2 separate regions of the Callithrix jacchus genome follow, and region 1 is linked to region 2. The links are chromatin contacts, called in public Hi-C maps. All regions are on one chromosome and are shown on one strand. Each heading gives the region's core, a stretch centred on a gene start, on an enhancer-like site or on the middle of the called end of the contact. The rest is flanking DNA. Distances are from core to core; before and after follow the strand shown.

What was found. A called contact is a pair of places that touch in the nucleus more often than the background predicts.
Region 1: a Hi-C map of induced pluripotent stem cells shows a contact between it and region 2, with 3 times the contacts expected there. The contact joins the promoter of GJD3 here to the enhancer-like site in region 2. A contact is called at or near these places in 2 of 3 Hi-C or Micro-C datasets (induced pluripotent stem cells and skeletal muscle).

The regions. Positions count from the first base shown.
Region 1 is chr5:92,896,890-92,901,250 of calJac240_pri, reverse strand. It overlaps GJD3 (gap junction protein delta 3), which reads right to left and starts at 1,730. Exons shown (of 2, transcript XM_078375549.1): 1 at 1,637-1,730; 2 at 1-1,305. The coding sequence starts at 842.
Region 2 is chr5:92,742,964-92,746,976 of calJac240_pri, reverse strand. It overlaps LOC118153776 (a long non-coding RNA gene), which reads right to left. Exons shown (of 3, transcript XR_008481552.2): 2 at 2,091-2,163. Among named protein-coding and RNA genes, the nearest start is that of TNS4, 30 kb to the left of the region's middle. Within about 2 kb of position 1,781, at least 4 of the 16 cell types and tissues checked have an H3K27ac peak or open chromatin away from gene starts, as enhancers often do.

The sequences.
Region 1 (4,361 bases), core at 481-2,980, 150 kb before region 2:
GCCGGTGACGCCTTGCCGCGGCCGCTGCCGCTGTCGCGGTGGCTGGCGGGCGACCGGTGCGCATAGGCGGGCTGGGCGCAGGGCTCGGGGTCGGGGCTCCGGGAGGGCAGGGCCGGCGGCGGCGGCGGGAGCAGCTTCTGCGCCTCCTCATGCGCACGGTTGCAGCGGTTGTGGCGTTCCTCGGCCTGCGGGCGGCCCTTCCAGAGCAGGTGGCCCAGCTCTGCCACGCTGAGCAGCGCCGACAGCAGCCCTACCGCGAAGTAGAAGAGCACGAAGACGGTCTTCTCGGTGGGCCGGCTCACGAAGCAGTCGACCGTGTGCCGGCAGGGCGGGGCGGCGCACGCGAAGTGCGGGGCCACGCGGAAGCCGTAGAGCAGCGCCTGGCTGCCCAGGAAGGTCAGCTCCGCCAGCAGGCGCAGCGCCACGCTCAGCAGGTAGCAGCGGCGCGCGCGGCGGGCGCGCAGGGCGCACGGCGCGCACTGGGCCTCGGGCCGCTTGAGGGCGCACGGCGCCGCTACCTCCGCGCCGTCCGCCTCCTTGCCTGCGCGGTGCATGGAGTAGACGACGAACAGCACCGGGGGCGCCGAGAGCAGCAGGATGTGGAAGAGCCAGAAGCGGTAGTGGGAGACCGGGAAGGCGCGGTCGTAGCAGGTCTGGCGACAGCCCGGCTGCAGCGTGTTGCACACGAACTCCTCTTGCTCGTCCTCGAACACGGCGCCGCCCACCGTGGCCAGCACCAGGATGCGGAAGATCAGCATAACCACCAGCCAGAGGCGGCCCACGAGCGGCGACTGCAGCTGCACGGCGTCCAACAGGGAGCCCAGGAACGCCCACTCCCCCATGGCGCTGGGGACGCGGGGCGGGGAGTCAGGGTCTGGGGCAGGTCAGAGACCCCCACCCCTTCCACGACCGTCGGGGTAGGGGCCCTTGGGCCTTCTCTGACTTTAGGGTGAGTCATGGTGTGGGAGAGGCCCGCGTTTAGCGAGAAGACCAGTGTGGAAGGGAGGGCCACGGGAAGGCCCGAGAGGAGCAGGTGACGCTCAAGTATGGGTTCCCTTCTCTTTGGAGCCAATGCGTGCTGGGGAGGAGCCCCCATTTGTGTTTTAGCCGCACCCCCGTGGGCCGTCGCGGTTCGACCCTGGGATCTTGAAGATCCCAGATTCTTAGGAAGGACCTTGGAGATCAGCTGGGCCAGCCCCTGACTTGCCTGGTGGAAGCAGAAACCCAGCGGTGCCCTTAGCTGTCAAGGATGCTGTGGGAAGAGTGGAGCCTCGAACCCCGGCCTCCAGACCCAATTTGGTGCCCCTGGGAGAGGAGAGAGTGGCAGAGGCAGCCAGACCATTTCTTTCTCGGCCCACTATTTCTCTCACCATTTAGACTGTAGTGAACTCCTCTCAAGGAGGGGGGGCTGGCATAGAGGCAACCCCGCTTTCATAACTGTCCCAGGGTCCTTTGTCGGAGGTTTTCCTGCTCTCTTACTCCAGCGTGGTAGGAATGCGGGCCCAGCCTCTTCCCTCTCCTCCCCCACCTCCTGTGCCTCTAGCCTCCACATCTCCTGAGAGCCTCCCCCACCCCATACTCACACAGGTCCCCACACACCCCTGGTGTTCCTAGACCATCACCCAACCCCACTCACCCTGGGGCCGGGGCTGGGGTGTCAGAGCTGAGCCAGGGACCTTGGGAGGTGGCTGGGACCGGCGCCTCTTGCTCCCTCTTTCATTTTCCTTTTCGGATTTGGCCGGGATGGAGGACCGGACAGGATGGCTGAGAGGGGCTAGCGCTCCCCCTTCTCTTAAAGGAACAGGGTGACCCTGCTTGCTGGCTCCGCCCTTGGGAACAGCACGGGCCACGCCCGTTGTTGGGCTGTGCGGCCTTCACTTTCTGGCCCCCCACCTCCCCACCTCATAGCTAAGTCTCCATCTGGAAATGGGGGAGGGGGTTAACCAGAGCCACATCTTTTATCAAGGGAGTTGGGGGGTTCCAGGAAGCCCTTCCCAGACAGCCTCTCAGCCTAGAACCTAGACCCACTATGCACTAATCATGCCTGTGAAGATGTTTGGCTGCTGGAGTTCAAGGGGCAGCAAACATCCAACAGCTTCTGGGTCCAGCTCTGCCACCACTCACCTGGGAAAAACCGTTTGTCTGGACTGAGCCTGGTTTTCCTGCGTCATCAACCAAGGTGGCCAGGCTTGCTAACCCCCAAGTTTCCTTCCAGCTCTACATCTTTTTTTGAGACGGGGTCTCTCTATTAGTCCAGGTTGATCTTGAACTCCTGGCTTCAAGTGATCCTCACACCTCAGCCTCCTGACCAGCTGGGATTCTCTAGTTCTTAATATTGAGTTCCCAACCATGTGACAGAGAACCGAAAAACACTTGGGCCTGGAAAAAAATATCCCATATGGAAAACCATTAAAATATCCCAAGTGGCTGGCTTTAGTAGTTAAATAAAATCTTTGGTTTCCTTCCCACTTTTCTGTAATTTCCAGCTTCACTATAATAAGCATGTTATTTATTTATTTATTTATTTTTGAGATGGAGTCTCATTCTGTTGCCCAGGCTGCAGTGCAGTGGCGCTATCTTGGCTGAATGCAGCCTCTGTCTCCCGGGTTCAAGTGATTCTCCTGCCTCTGCCTCCCAAAGTGCTGGGAATACAGGCATGAGCCACCATGCCCATCCTAACATGTTATTTTATAATGTAAAGAATAGAGAGAGGACTTCTTCCCCCGCAGAATGCTCTGAATTGAGAGTTCCTTCCTACTGCCCTGGGTGGCAGGGGAAGCTGTTTTATAGAGAAGGGAGTAAGGGTGACCGATGGTGATCTGAGTGGTCAGGGAGGGGACACTCCAGGCTGAGATGTTTGGTTGTCTGCTCTGCCTTCCTAGGGGTCCGCCTGAATGCATAGCATACCCCACCTGCTGGGTCAGGCCTGGTGTGGAGCCCCGTTAGCTCCTTAATACCAAAGAGCTCATTCATTTCTCTGTGAACAGTGGCGGGAGGGCACTATTTATTCATGTGGAAACTGAGACTCAGAGGGTCTAAGCCACATGCCTGCTGTTACAAAGCCGGTAAATAGCAGGTCCAGGCCTAAGTGGGCCCTGCTGGTTCTGGAGCCCAAGCTCTTGAGCCTTTCGTGGAACTGTCCAGCCTGGCTGGGCTTCGCAGGTGGTGTCCAGGGCCTGACAATGCCCGGCAGGGGCTGCCTCTGTGCCAGGCTTGTGTGGACTGGTGGGTGCAGGCACTGGAGGGAGGTCATACCTGTCCCTTGAGGAGGAAGGGTAGTGGGACTTACCTCCTCGGCCACAGTTCCTCTCCTGTCAGCCATGGGGGCCTTTGTGGTTTTCCATCTGCTGACAGAAACCCCCAGGCCCGCTTTCAGGAAGGGGAGGGCATGTGCCTTCCACCCACCACCCCTTCCAGCTCAGGGGCCCAGCTCCCACTGGAAAAACTCTAGGTGAGCCCCTGCTTGCATGTGCTGGGGAACCCTCCCACCCTCATGCAGGCTTCCCTTGGGAGTGGGCCTGGGTGGGGGATGCTGCCCTGGAGAACGTCCAAGGGAAAAAGCACATGCTGGGCCCCATATTCTGAAAACAGGATGTGGGTTGGGGGCGCTGCTGATCTCCCCCTCCCGACCTCCCTCTGCCCCCAGCAAAGCTGCTACCCACCCCCTGCCCCAGCCACAGGGGCTCAGGGTCATACTTCATCTCCCCTGACTGTCCAGGAATGGTCCCCGCCCCGTCCTGTCCCCGTGGCTCCTGCTGGGCCAGGCCATCAACCCCGCCTGGAAAAAGCCCATCAGACCCCATTTGCCTGCGTGCGTGGAAAGCTGCCCAGGCGGTGGGCCAGGGTGGGGCGGGAATGGAAAGCCCACGGTCACCCAGTGCTGTCCTCAGCCTGTGATGCCACAGGGCCAGACTCAGAGACTCGACAATCTCAAGCCCCATCCTCCTTCCCTGCTAGCGCCATCCAGCCTGAGAGGAGGTGTTGCTGATGCTGCCCAGATCTGGGAGCTGGCAGCCCCATTCTTGGCCATGCTCGAAGACAGGGGCCAACCTGAGAGGCCGATCCTGGCCCGTTCTGGTCTCTGTTCCAGACACCTCTCCCTGGCCGTCGGATTGTGGGCCATTGCTCACGTTGGACACACCCGGGTGCACGTATGTGTTTCTACCCAGTAAATTAATCCCAGTGACACAATCAAGACCAGCCTGGCCAATATGGTGAAACTGTCTCTACTAAAAATACAAAAATTAGCCGGGCATGGTAGTGCACACCTGTACTACCAGCTACTAGGGAGTCTGAGGCAGGAGAATTGCTTGAACCCGGGGGCAGAAGTTGCAGTGAGCCAAGATCACAACACTGCACTC
Region 2 (4,013 bases), core at 532-3,031:
TAACACAATTTAATATGAAGAATTAGATAGCTTAGTCACAAGAACAGTGTGAAAGGTGAAAATCATCAATAACCAATCATCAAAATCACTCTCAGAAAATGTCATACATCATCACGAACTGGGGCCTTGGAAACTCAAAACCCAAGAATTATTGAGGTTATTGTTTTTGTTGCATTTAAGCTTCTCTTCTGTTCCTTTGGGGCATCAGAGGCTAAGTTTATTTTGAGCATGAACAAAGAGACTTCTCTCTCCTTGACAAGCGTGATTTGTTGAATTGGCTAGTGAGGTGGGAGTGTGGTGGTGATACACTGTGCAGCAGAAGCATCCTCCGAGTGCCCATTCCCATCACAGTTAACACAACTGTGCTTTTCCAGGCTGGACTGTCCATTGTAATGATGCCCGAGTATTAAACCACTTCCTTATTGTCCTTCCAGTTTTTGACCTTTAAAGAAAGACTTCAGGGCACACATGCATGCAGATAACACTTGGCTTCCGTTTGGATAATTTCCTTGGAATAATTTCCCAGGAATGAGATTATAGGGTCAAAGGGGAAGGAAGAGCTTTAGGCCTTTTGCTAATAATTGCTTTACTGCTTTCCAAAGGCACTACACCAACCCAGCATCAACAGTTTATAGCGGATGAGGGGTCAGCTTCAGGGCACCGTTATTCACTCTTAGGAAATCAGCTTCTAGGTCCTTCAACAACCACCCAAAAGGGCCTTGATCTGTGAGAAGTAGAGTCCGGCAGAGAGAATCCTGGGCTGAGAAGTAGGATGTCTGAAAGTCCAGCTTCGAGGCAGCAGAGTAGTTTAACAGTGTGACCTATGGATAACAGGTCCTGGGTTTGAATTCCTACTTCACCACTGAGTGACCCTGGGCAAGTTACTCAGTTTTTCTGATTCATTTGTTTTTTCATCTATAAAGCCAGAATGATAGCAGTATTGAACCTTGCAGAGGTGAGAGGAAGATTAAACCAGTCGTGACATGTGAAGTGCTTAGACCAGGCACCAGTGCTTGGTAAATATTTAGTAAATACGAAGAGTGAGGGTTATTACCATTTCTATTATTTAGACGGAGCCGCCATCTCCATCAGCCCTGCTTCTCCAGTGGCTGACCACTTCCTCTTCTCGTTTCCATGCGAGACCCCACCCTGCCTCTTCAGTTGTCCCTGGGATCTTCTTTTCTCTTCAAGATCAAGTTTAGGTAGCAGTCGTGGCTTTGAGACATTGTGTTTGATGGTCTTTGAATGCCCCCTTGTGGACGGCTGGCTCTCTTTTACTCTCTTTCAGCTAAGGAGGAAAACCGGCCCTGCGCAAGTGTGTGTGTGTGTGTGTGTGTGTGTGCGCGCGCGCGCGCGCGCCGGGGTGGGGGAAAAAATAGAGGACGCCTCGGCGTTTGCAGACAAAACAGGAAATAGCACGTCATAGCATCTTTCTTGCTGGCTGGGGATGGATGGGTGTATGGGTCTCTTATACGTACATAAACACGGAGGGGAGCTGCATGTGTAAATGTGTGTGCGCTTGATACCATTCTCCTTGTCATTGGGGCCTCTCACTGGGTCCTACTGAGACAATGTGATTAATGTGATTTGAAAAATGAAAGCCCTGTGTGCACGCGAGGCCATTGTTATGTAGAATGGCACGTATAACCATTTGGTTCATCCCTTCACTCATTCGGACATTCAGTCCCACAGTTGTTTATTGAGTACTTACTATGTGCCAGGTCTCCTGAGGTCTGAGGACCAAGACAGAATCTGTTTCCATCCTCTCACAGTCCAGTGGGGGAGGCAGACAGGTGAGTAAACCACTGAGTACAGAGGAGTGGCAGAGCTGCTGTGGCGGGGGAAGGAAAGCTGCCGAGAGGGGGTGATGTCTGAGCTGAGCTATGAACTGTGAGTGACCTATCCTCTCCTGGCTTTGGGGCAGAGGGCTTGGTACAAAAAGCACTGGTGGGGTTTTGGAAGTGCAGGCTCTAACCCAACTCCTTGAGCAAATCCTTTTTTTTTTTTATGGGCTAGAGTTTCCTCCTGGACTAAGCCAAGGGGTTTGGCTATGAAACTCACAGTTTCCATCAACTTTGATGTTTTCTGACCTTTTATTCCCTTAGCCTGAAGAATTTTCTATTTTCTTTTCTTCCACTTGTCTTTCATGCCGCATCCTCTTCCCTAAAGAAATGAAAACCAGACTGAGGGATAGAAGCAGTGAAACATTGATATACACATGTAGGGCTCACGTGCGTGCGTGTGCGCGCATGTGTGCGCGCACACACACACACACACACACACACCTCTCTCTCTCTCTCTCTCTCTCTACCCCCTCCATTCCCCACCCCTGCTCTGCTGGAATCCTCCAGCTGCCTCCCAGATCAGAGTGGCCTGACAAGGGAGGGGTGGAGTGTGCAAGCAGAGTGGAGGCGAGAGCCCGGCAGACCCAGTTTCTTTTATGCTTGGCCACTCAGGCAGGTCACCTTGGGGAGGTCATTGAGCTTCCCAGAGCCTGCTTCTAGCTCAGCAGAGTACATACCCACCTGGCAGGGCTCTCCTGATGATAACCCTATATGTGAAGTGCCTCCCCCTTCCACTGACTCTGTAGGACCTAGCAGGCTCTCGGAAAATGAAAGCTGAAAAGTAATGATATTACAAAATATCTAGTGTGGTGTGGCTCATGCCTGTAGTCCCAGCACTTTGGGAGGCTAAGGCGGGTGGATCACTTAAGGTCAGGAGTTCAAGACCAGCCTGGTCAACATGGTTCACCATGTCTCTACCAAAAATACAAAAATTAGTTAGTATGGTGGCAGGTGTCTGTAATCCAGGCTACTCGGGAAGCTGAGGCAGGAGAATCGCCTGAATCTGGGAGGTGAAGTTTGCAGTGACTGGAGATCGTGCCATGGCACTCCAGCCTGGGTGACATAGTGAGAATCCATCTCAAAAAAAGCAAAACAAAACAAAAAATCTAGTGCAGATCAGACTCTTGTTTCTGCAGGAGGGAAAGGTGTGATCTTTCTTCCGCTCCGATCTTCCCAGTGACAATGGTCTGGGGAGGATATCAGACATGCACCAAGCTCACTGTCGGTGGTGGGACACTCTGGTTCCGGTCAGAATGCAGTTTATCACTTGGTCACTTTGGCCAAGTTACCTAACCTTTCTAAGCCTCAGTTTTCTCATCTATAAAACAGGGCCTTTAAAGTAGCTCCCTTGTGGAAGTACTGTGAGGATTAACTGAGATAATAGTAAAAACACTTCATGCAGTTCCTGGTATATAGTAAATCGATAGCCACCTGTATTGGTCAGGAGACGCTAACCGGTGTAACAAATAGACCCAAGAATGTGTGATGGCTTAGAGACAATGGAAGCTTGTTTCTTGTCTCTCTGATGGTCTCAGAAAATACCAGGTTAGCAGTAAGGCTCATCTAGACACCAGGCTTCTGACAGCTCTACCTTCTTTTCTTTTTTTGAGATGGAGTCTCGCTCTGTTGCCCAGGCTGGAGTGCGGTGGTGCGATCTTGGCTCACTGCAGCCTCCACCTCCCGGGTTCAAGTGATTCTTCTGCCTCAACCTCCCAAAAAACTGGGACTCTAGGTGTGTGCCACCATGCTAATTAATTAGCTCTGCCATCTTTAACTGGTAGCTTCCAAGATCACTTCGGCCATCGGGCTCTAGCTAGTGGGTGGGGAAGAGAGTGGAGAAGGCACATCAGCTGCTTAACTGCCTTGGCCCAGAAGTGCCACTTCTGCTCACATTCCATGGGTGAGAACAAGTCACATGGCCCCATCTTAATGCCACGGGGGCTGGGAAATGTCATCCCTGGCTGGGCAGTGTCAGATCTCAGTGTCAAATCCATGTGCTAGGCAAGGGGAGGCAGGAGCCTTTGGTGACAGAGATGTCTATTCCCATGATTGTTGCTGCTATTTCCATCCAGGGCAGAGTGATAAGCCCTGGATTGGGGGTGGTGGTGAAAACACAGAGAGAGTCTAAATAGTGGGGCGATCGGGGATCAGGCAGTGCTGCCCAGGGAA